Linked DNA regions of Sus scrofa: region 2 is linked to region 1. The links are chromatin contacts, called in public HiChIP or PLAC-seq maps. All regions are on one chromosome and are shown on one strand. Each heading gives the region's core, a stretch centred on a gene start, on an enhancer-like site or on the middle of the called end of the contact. The rest is flanking DNA. Distances are from core to core; before and after follow the strand shown. Region 1 holds the start of VCPIP1 (deubiquitinating protein VCIP135). Region 2 holds the start of ADHFE1 (hydroxyacid-oxoacid transhydrogenase, mitochondrial).

Region 1 (3,910 bases), core at 675-3,174:
TGAATCCAACTAGGAACCATGGGGTTGCGGGTTCGATCCCTGCCCTTGCTTAGTGGGTTAACAATCCAGCGTTGCCATGAGCTGTGGTGTAGGTCGCAGATGCGGCTCAGATCCAGCGTTGCTGTGGCTCTGGTGTAGGCTGGCAGCTACAGCTCCGATTAGACCCCTAGCCTGGGAACCTCCATATGCCGCGGGAGCGGCCAAAAGAAATGGCAAAAAGACAAAAAAAAAAAAAAAAAACCTAATAAGATAAACTGTTCCCTTGGCAACTACAAAATTTGAGTGGCCTCAGGGACTGCACTGATGTATCTATTTTGTGCCAAATGTTTCAGAAATTTTGAGGCAGTTCACTTATCTAAAGTCTCAGAAAGCAAGAATTTTCAGAATGATAACTGAAGGGGCTGGCTGTACAATATTAAGATAATACTAGCTTTCAATTAACATATGAATGTGTTTTGCATGAAGAGGCAGTTACCCAGCACACAAGTAATAAAACAGGTCTGTGGCCCCCCTCAAGGTAAACATTCCTACAGCCCCATTAAACGGAAACCCTGAGACCTAACTAAAGGTCTGAGCTTAAGAACTCTTTTTTTTCTCTTGCAGGAATAAATGTAAAAAGCCCTTGCTGGCTCTGAGATAGCCTGCTGATTTGACTTTGGACAAGCCATTTAACTCCTTTTGGTCTGTTTCCAGACCCAATATCTTTTGGTAAAGGTATTACAGGTGTGAGGATGAAATAATATATGTGAATGTAAACTATAAATAGTATCCATAAGTTAGTTACTATTTTATATAGTACTGTCCTAAGCTTTCCTATGTCCTGGTCTGTAAAATGGGAACAGATCTAGGTCTGAATGCCTGTGAACTTGAGCAAGTCATTTCCTTTCTGGACGTGTTTCCTAACAAGGTTATTATTATATTATGAAGATCAAATGATATCGTGTATGTAAATGCTGTGACAGGCATATATCAAGAACACAATAAATGATAGCTGTTATGACTCTGCGAGTAGGACTGGAAGACACAAACAATATCTATAGTTATTGTACATATGTATATTATTGTATGTATATTATACATACATATATGTATATTTAAATATGTACATATAAAATATGTATATTGGTAAAGGGCTTAGGTATATTTAAACTCTATACACATCCAAGGTATTGTTATCTGTACTGCAAACTGCAAAGACGTACACGGAACGAGGAAACAAATGGCGCCTCAGTGACCCTCTTTCCCAGAGAGTAGAAAAAAGGCAGACAACGGGGCTGAAGAGCCTCAGTGGCTTGTAACAGAGATAGGAATGAGAAGAGAGGAGTGTAACAACAAAAAAAAACCTGGAGAAACACTCCGAGAATTAATACACCATTCCCACCCTTTTCCTCTCGTGACCTCCAGCCTAGACTAGACCATTTCATTTAACTTCCCAGCCCGCCATGTCGCTGGACATTTATTTACTGTACCTTCTTCACTGAGTGGCTTTCATTCCCCTCCCCTTCTAGGAGTCTTGAACTTCAGACCCTCGGCTTCCGAGACCCATTCCCTTTAACTCTGTTTTTAACCAAGTTTCCCTGTATCCTCCCCTCCGTCTAAGGGGGAAGTGAGGCTGGTCGCACCGCAGGGCATCCTGGGAAATGTGGTCTCTCATACTCATTTTGCTTGGGCCCCAAAGTGAGGAAGACGACAAAAGAGATACAGTAAAAACTACAACTCCCGGCAGGCAACGTGAGTGACAGTCTTCCTTTCTGTCCCCGTTCCGATAGCCTTCCTCTTCCTCCTCTCCGCGGGCGCTGAAACGCTTACCCTCACGGTATTTGTAGTTCTTCGCGGCCCTAAGATCCTACCTCTTGAGGGCTAGGAGAAGGCTGAAAAACTCTAATTCCCAGAGGGTAGAGCGGCAGCTGCGCCTGCGCAGTCTCAGCGAGGGCGTGTATGTCTGTGTGTCTGAGGGAGAGAGAGCGAGAGTGAGTGAGTGTGAGTGCGGGGTAGGGTGGTGGCCGTTACGTTCGGGGCAACGGCTACGGCAGTGGAGAAGTAAAAAGAGAAACAACGTCCAGCGCTTCCGCCTTCGCTTAGGAGGAGGAGGAGGAGCTGGTAGGGAAAGGAAAGTGATTCGCCCTGGGCCTGGACTAGACCGAGTCGGGCCGGCGGGGGTCTGGGCTATGAGCCTTTGAGGGTCGCTTGGGTCGCGGAGCGAGACTCGAGAACCGAGAGCGATGTCTCAGCCGCCGCCGCCGCCTCCGCTGCCGCCGCCGCCTCCTCCCCCAGAGGCTCCGCAGACTCCGCCGTCCCTGGCGGCGGCGGCGGCGGCTGCTCCGGGGGGGCTCTCGAAGCGGAGAGACCGGAGAATCCTCTCCGGGAGCTGCCCGGATCCGAAGTGCCAGGCGCGCCTGTTCTTCCCGGCCTCTGGTTCTGTCAGCATCGAGTGTACCGAGTGCGGACAGCGGCACGAGCAGCAACAGCTGCTGGGGGTGGAGGAGGTGACTGACCCGGACGTAGTGCTACACAACCTGCTGCGGAACGCGCTCCTCGGGGTGACAGGGGCACCCAAGAAGAACACGGAACTGGTAAAGGTGATGGGCCTTTCCAACTACCACTGCAAATTGTTGTCGCCCATATTAGCTCGCTACGGAATGGACAAGCAGACAGGCCGGGCTAAACTGCTCCGGGATATGAACCAGGGCGAACTGTTCGATTGCGCTTTACTGGGTGACCGCGCCTTCCTCATCGAACCGGAGCATGTGAATACGGTGGGATATGGCAAGGACCGCTCCGGAAGCCTCTTGTATTTGCATGACACTCTTGAGGACATCAAGCGGGCCAATAAAAGTCAGGAATGCCTCATTCCAGTGCATGTGGATGGGGATGGACACTGCCTGGTGCATGCTGTGTCCCGGGCTCTGGTAGGCCGGGAGCTCTTCTGGCATGCCTTGCGAGAGAATCTTAAACAGCACTTCCAGCAGCACCTGGCCCGATATCAAGCCCTGTTCCACGACTTCATTGATGCCGCTGAGTGGGAGGACATTATCAATGAGTGTGACCCTCTGTTTGTACCACCTGAGGGTGTTCCCTTGGGCCTGAGGAACATCCACATATTTGGTCTTGCCAATGTGTTACATCGCCCTATTATTCTGTTAGATTCTCTCAGTGGCATGAGAAGCTCTGGGGATTATTCTGCCACCTTTCTGCCAGGGCTCATCCCCGCAGAGAAGTGCACTGGGAGAGATGGTCATTTGAACAAACCAATCTGTATTGCATGGAGTAGCTCTGGTAGAAACCATTATATCCCCTTGGTAGGCATAAAAGGGGCTGCTTTGCCTAAACTGCCTATGAATTTGCTTCCTAAAGCATGGGGTGTACCTCAGGACCTTATTAAGAAGTACATCAAACTTGAGGAGGATGGTGGTTGTGTTATTGGAGGAGACAGAAGTTTGCAAGATAAATACTTACTTAGGCTTGTTGCTGCTATGGAAGAAGTCTTTATGGACAAACACGGTATCCATCCTAGTTTGGTGGCTGACGTCCACCAGTATTTCTACAGGAGGACGGGGGTGATAGGAGTTCAGCCTGAAGAAGTCACAGCAGCTGCTAAAAAAGCAGTAATGGATAATCGCCTTCACAAATGTTTGCTCTGTGGTGCCCTTTCTGAACTTCATGTTCCTCCAGAGTGGTTGGCTCCAGGAGGGAAACTGTATAACCTGGCAAAAAGTACTCATGGACAGCTGAGGCCTGACAAAAATTATAGCTTTCCCTTGAACAATTTGGTTTGCTCATATGATTCAGTGAAAGATGTTCTGGTACCAGACTATGGATTGAGTAATCTAACAGCCTGTAATTGGTGCCATGGCACATCTGTGCGAAGGGTCAGAGGAGATGGGTCTATTGTGTATTTAGATGGGGACAG
Region 2 (3,910 bases), core at 700-3,199, 210 kb after region 1:
CACTGCCACCAGAAAGCCCCAACTTAATTCTAATCACGCCGCACTCCTTTGCATGCAACTATCCCCAAAACGTGTTCTACGTGACACTGATTCTAAGGTATGTGAGTGGTGTTGCTTGATAAAAGTTCTGTGATGATGCAGATTTAGAACACAGAGTCTACATACAGCAAAACTGCCCCGCTCCCCTGCGCAGGAGTTCTCAGAGCTCTTCATGTGCTAACGTTTATCCTGACTCTCCATGGGGTAATGCAGCAGTTGGTTTCCCAAACTTATTTGGCCGTGGGATTCTTTTCCCATGGGGCATTTCAAAGTATGTGTTTCACAGTGAGAACTATTGCTTCAACAGCTTTCCATTGTCTATAGGACACAAAATTCCTTAGTACAGGACTGAGAAGATGAACGGTGAAGCCAGATTACCTGGGTCCAAATTATGTGTGCCATTTACTTAGTGTATGACACTGGGCAAATTATTTTTCTCCATGATATTACTTCATCTATACTATGAGGATAATAACACAGCATGGCATAGGGTTCTTGTAAGGATTAGTTATTATTAATAGTACATGTAAAGTGCCTAGCACCTGGTAAGTGCCCAGTAAACATTAGCTGTTTTCTTTTCTCTTCCTCCCTCCCCTCTTTCCCTTCCTTTCTGTGCTGGCAGCATTTGGAATTTCCTGGGCCAGGGACTGAATCCAAGCCACCCACAGCTGTGGCAATACCAGATCCTTTACCCTACTGCACCACATAGGATCAAACCCTGCAGTCAGACTTTTTTTTTTTTCTTTTTAGGGAGGGTTGCACCCTCGGCATATAGAAATTCCCAGGCTAGGGGTCAGATTGGACCTGGAGCTGCTGGCCTATGCCACAGCCACAGCAATGCAGGATCCCAGCCTCGTCTCCAACCTACACCACAGCTTTTGGCAAGGCCGGATTCTTAACCCACTGAGCAAGGCCAGGGATCAAACCCTTATTCTCTTGGATACTAGTTGGGCTCTTAACCTGCTGCACCACAACAGGAACTCCCTGCAGTCAGATTCTTAACTCACTGGAACTCCTAGCTATTTTCTAATTCATGGTCTTCCCACATCTGTCTTTTCTATCCTCACCTCCTCTTATAAAGGTAGTCCAGACTTTTAACTAGTTTTAGATCCTGGAACTAGGCTTTTGCCTCTGGTGCTGTTCTTCCCTTTGCCTGAAATTCTTCTTTCCTTCCCATCCTTTCCTCCTGTTTATCTCCACCTTTTTTTTCCCCTCATATTTTCCCAGACCGACTTGTGCATCTGCACATTCAACACATTTATCACGTGGCTACTAGTACCTGGCATTTTTGGAGAAGTCAGACGTATCATAATGTTTAACTCCTTGACTGCCTGCACATACCAAGGAGTCAAGCTCCTGGTTATTGCTCTGAACCTTTCCGTGGGGTCCTGCACAGAGTTTCACCCTGTTCCCTCATGCAATTTTCCCTGCCAGATTTTAAACTGCTGCAGTCTTTCGTTTTTTTATCTTCAGCTCCTAGAATAGTTTTTGGCACGATAACATACACCCAGTACGTATGTGTTGGTTGGACACATGCATTTGTCTTGGTCACTGTGCCAGGCTCTCCATTGCCCGCCCTGATCTGAGACCGGGTGCTCTCCTTTCTGGGGCTTACTTTCCCTAACGTAGAACTGGCAGAGTACAAGCGGCCTCACCGCGCAGCGCTGGCTGCTTGGCACAGGGACGGAGCTGTCTAGGCTGGCTCGCCGCGGGCGCGCACTGCGGCAACGCGATCCAAAGTTCCTGAAAATGACTGCGGGAAGAATGCGCTGTCCCCTGCCCGCCTGCCGACCCCGTACTCACGCTGCGCGCTGCAGTTGCCTCAGCAAGTGTGCTACCCGGGCGCGAGCGGCAGCGGCCATGGCTGCACCGTTTCCCTCCTCGGGGCCCCGCCCCCACCGCCGGCCAATCCGTGCCGCTGGCTTCCCCTCCGCCCCCTCGGCCGCGCCCGCCCACCCGCTCCGCTGGGTCTCGCGCCCCCCACAGCAGCCCTCCGGCTCCAGGCCATTCTCCCACGAGGCGGAACTACGACTGCTCCAGCTGCAGGGTCTCACCCTCCGCCTTTGAAATTGCCATGCAGGTAACTGTTTAGGATACTTCCCCAAGTCTCTGTGTAAATCCTCTTTGTCACTAGTCGGAGACCTGGGAAATGTGGAGAAAGAGCATTCTTTTCCACTCTGACTCCTTTAAAATGCTATGTTGCCTTCTGCCCCCTGTCCTAGCAGAAACACTATCGATGGCACAGCTCTTTATCAGAAAGTTATCTTAAGACAGTAACAATTGAACATATTTTTATTAACCCATTATGAAATCTGAATTAATCCTTTCTTTCATAGCAATTTCTACAACTTTGTAAAAAGGGAACAACACTGAAAAAAAGACAAAACGAACTCCCAATTCTAATTTCCTATCAATTGTCAGACCAAAAACCAAGAGTAGAGTGGCTCCCTAGAGCTCTAACAGCAGAAAAAAGCCCCCTCCCCCCATTCTAGATTTACTGTTAATTTTCAGGAGATATTTAGGAAGGTGAGTTACTGAAATCAATTAAGGAAAGAAACCCAGGATAGCTGTAAACATTTCATCTCCTAATTAAACCAGCTCAAGTCAATGTGACAAATGAATCTAAAGATAATAATGTTCCAAGGTTTTTGTGGGTTTCTCTCTTCCCCAAACAGATCCCACTTGAAGCTTTAAAAGAACTGGAGACATAAATGTTGATAAAAATTTAAGTATAAAATTAGGATTAATTAAGATTGCATTATTTAGTGAAGCACAAATTTATCAGCTAGAGCAAATTAATGTTTTCAGTGTTCAAAGAGACACCAGTTGTACACTTTCAATAATATATCAGGTATCAAAAGGAGCATGAGTTTTCCTAATAAAGCGGTCTTGCTAACGTCATAAGTTAGCTGGTGGATATCTTCTAGAAAGTAAATGAAAATAATCTGTAACACGTATCCAGGTCACTGGCTTTACTTAAAACTTACAAAATTTGAAAGCAATATTAGATCCAGACATACCTTTATTAAATGGCCTTTACAACAGTTCTGAAAATGTAACCTTGTAATCTTTTTGTTCCCCCACTTTGATAAATACAGAAGCTTGTTATCAAAACAATGCTAAAAGTCTTTGAAATATGACCTCCCTCACACCACATACAAAGTTTACAAGGAAAAAAAAAGTCTGTTTAAAAACAGAACTCACTCCTAATTTCGACCAAATTCTTTCCCTAATTCGTATAGCCTTAAATACATCCTTTAATCTTCAGCCAAAGTTTTGGTTGTGGGAAATAACATTAATTTGTCCTGTGCAATATTTACATACTATTTTCAGAGGAGGGCAAGGCTGTCCCTTTAACTTCAAGCTCAGTGAAGGCAGGGGCCACATCTTTGGTGTCCCCCTACAGTGCCTAGATGTCAACATTAAGTACAGTTCTTGGTTTACAAACAAGTCCGAGGCTGAAATTTACTTCCTCCTCTTTCCTCCTTGGTGTTGCCCTCCTTTTCTCTTGCCACCCAAGCCCGGCGGCCCGGAATTCATCTTGCTTCCCACGCCCCCTTTCCTCTTCCCTCCCTGGCTGGGTGGGCCACCTTTCCTCTTACCCCCAGGACCCTGTCGGCCTCCCTTTCTTTTGCCCTTCTGGCTCATTTTCCTCCTCTTAGCCGCTTCTTCCTGGTCCTCCTCCCTCATCTGCTTATTGGTGGCTCTGGTCACGTCCAGCTGAGGCTTTTTGCTGTTCATTACTCGCAACATCTCCAACTGGCTCTTCTTCTCAGCTGCAAAGTCCCCAAAAAGGGGTTGAAACTTCCTTTTCTTGCCAGAGCCCCGGGGCGCCTTCTCCTTGGGCAGGCGCTCCTGGAAGCGCCCTACA

What was found. HiChIP or PLAC-seq counts read pairs in DNA pulled down with a chosen protein or histone mark.
Region 2: a contact with region 1 is called in an H3K27ac HiChIP or PLAC-seq map of alveolar macrophages. The contact joins the promoter of ADHFE1 here to the promoter of VCPIP1 in region 1. A contact is called at or near these places in 2 of 5 promoter capture datasets (fetal liver and liver), 4 of 47 Hi-C or Micro-C datasets (embryonic fibroblasts, epiblast stem cells, fibroblasts and 1 more) and 2 of 2 datasets of contacts at active chromatin or transcription factors (alveolar macrophages and skeletal muscle).

The regions. Positions count from the first base shown.
Region 1 is chr4:68,071,479-68,075,388 of Sscrofa11.1, forward strand. It overlaps VCPIP1 (deubiquitinating protein VCIP135), which reads left to right and starts at 1,925. Exons shown (of 3, transcript XM_003355045.4): 1 at 1,925-3,910. The coding sequence starts at 2,223. It overlaps LOC100521447 (serine/threonine-protein kinase Sgk3), which reads right to left and starts at 1,614. Exons shown (of 17, transcript XM_021089284.1): 1 at 1,470-1,614.
Region 2 is chr4:68,283,487-68,287,396 of Sscrofa11.1, forward strand. ADHFE1 (hydroxyacid-oxoacid transhydrogenase, mitochondrial) reads right to left here and starts at 1,950. Exons shown (of 14, transcript XM_003125603.4): 1 at 1,843-1,950. The coding sequence starts at 1,901. RRS1 (ribosome biogenesis regulatory protein homolog) reads right to left here. Exons shown (of 1, transcript XM_003125604.4): 1 at 2,317-3,910. The coding sequence ends at 3,505. LOC110260284 (a long non-coding RNA gene) reads left to right here and starts at 2,003. Exons shown (of 3, transcript XR_002343277.1): 1 at 2,003-2,119.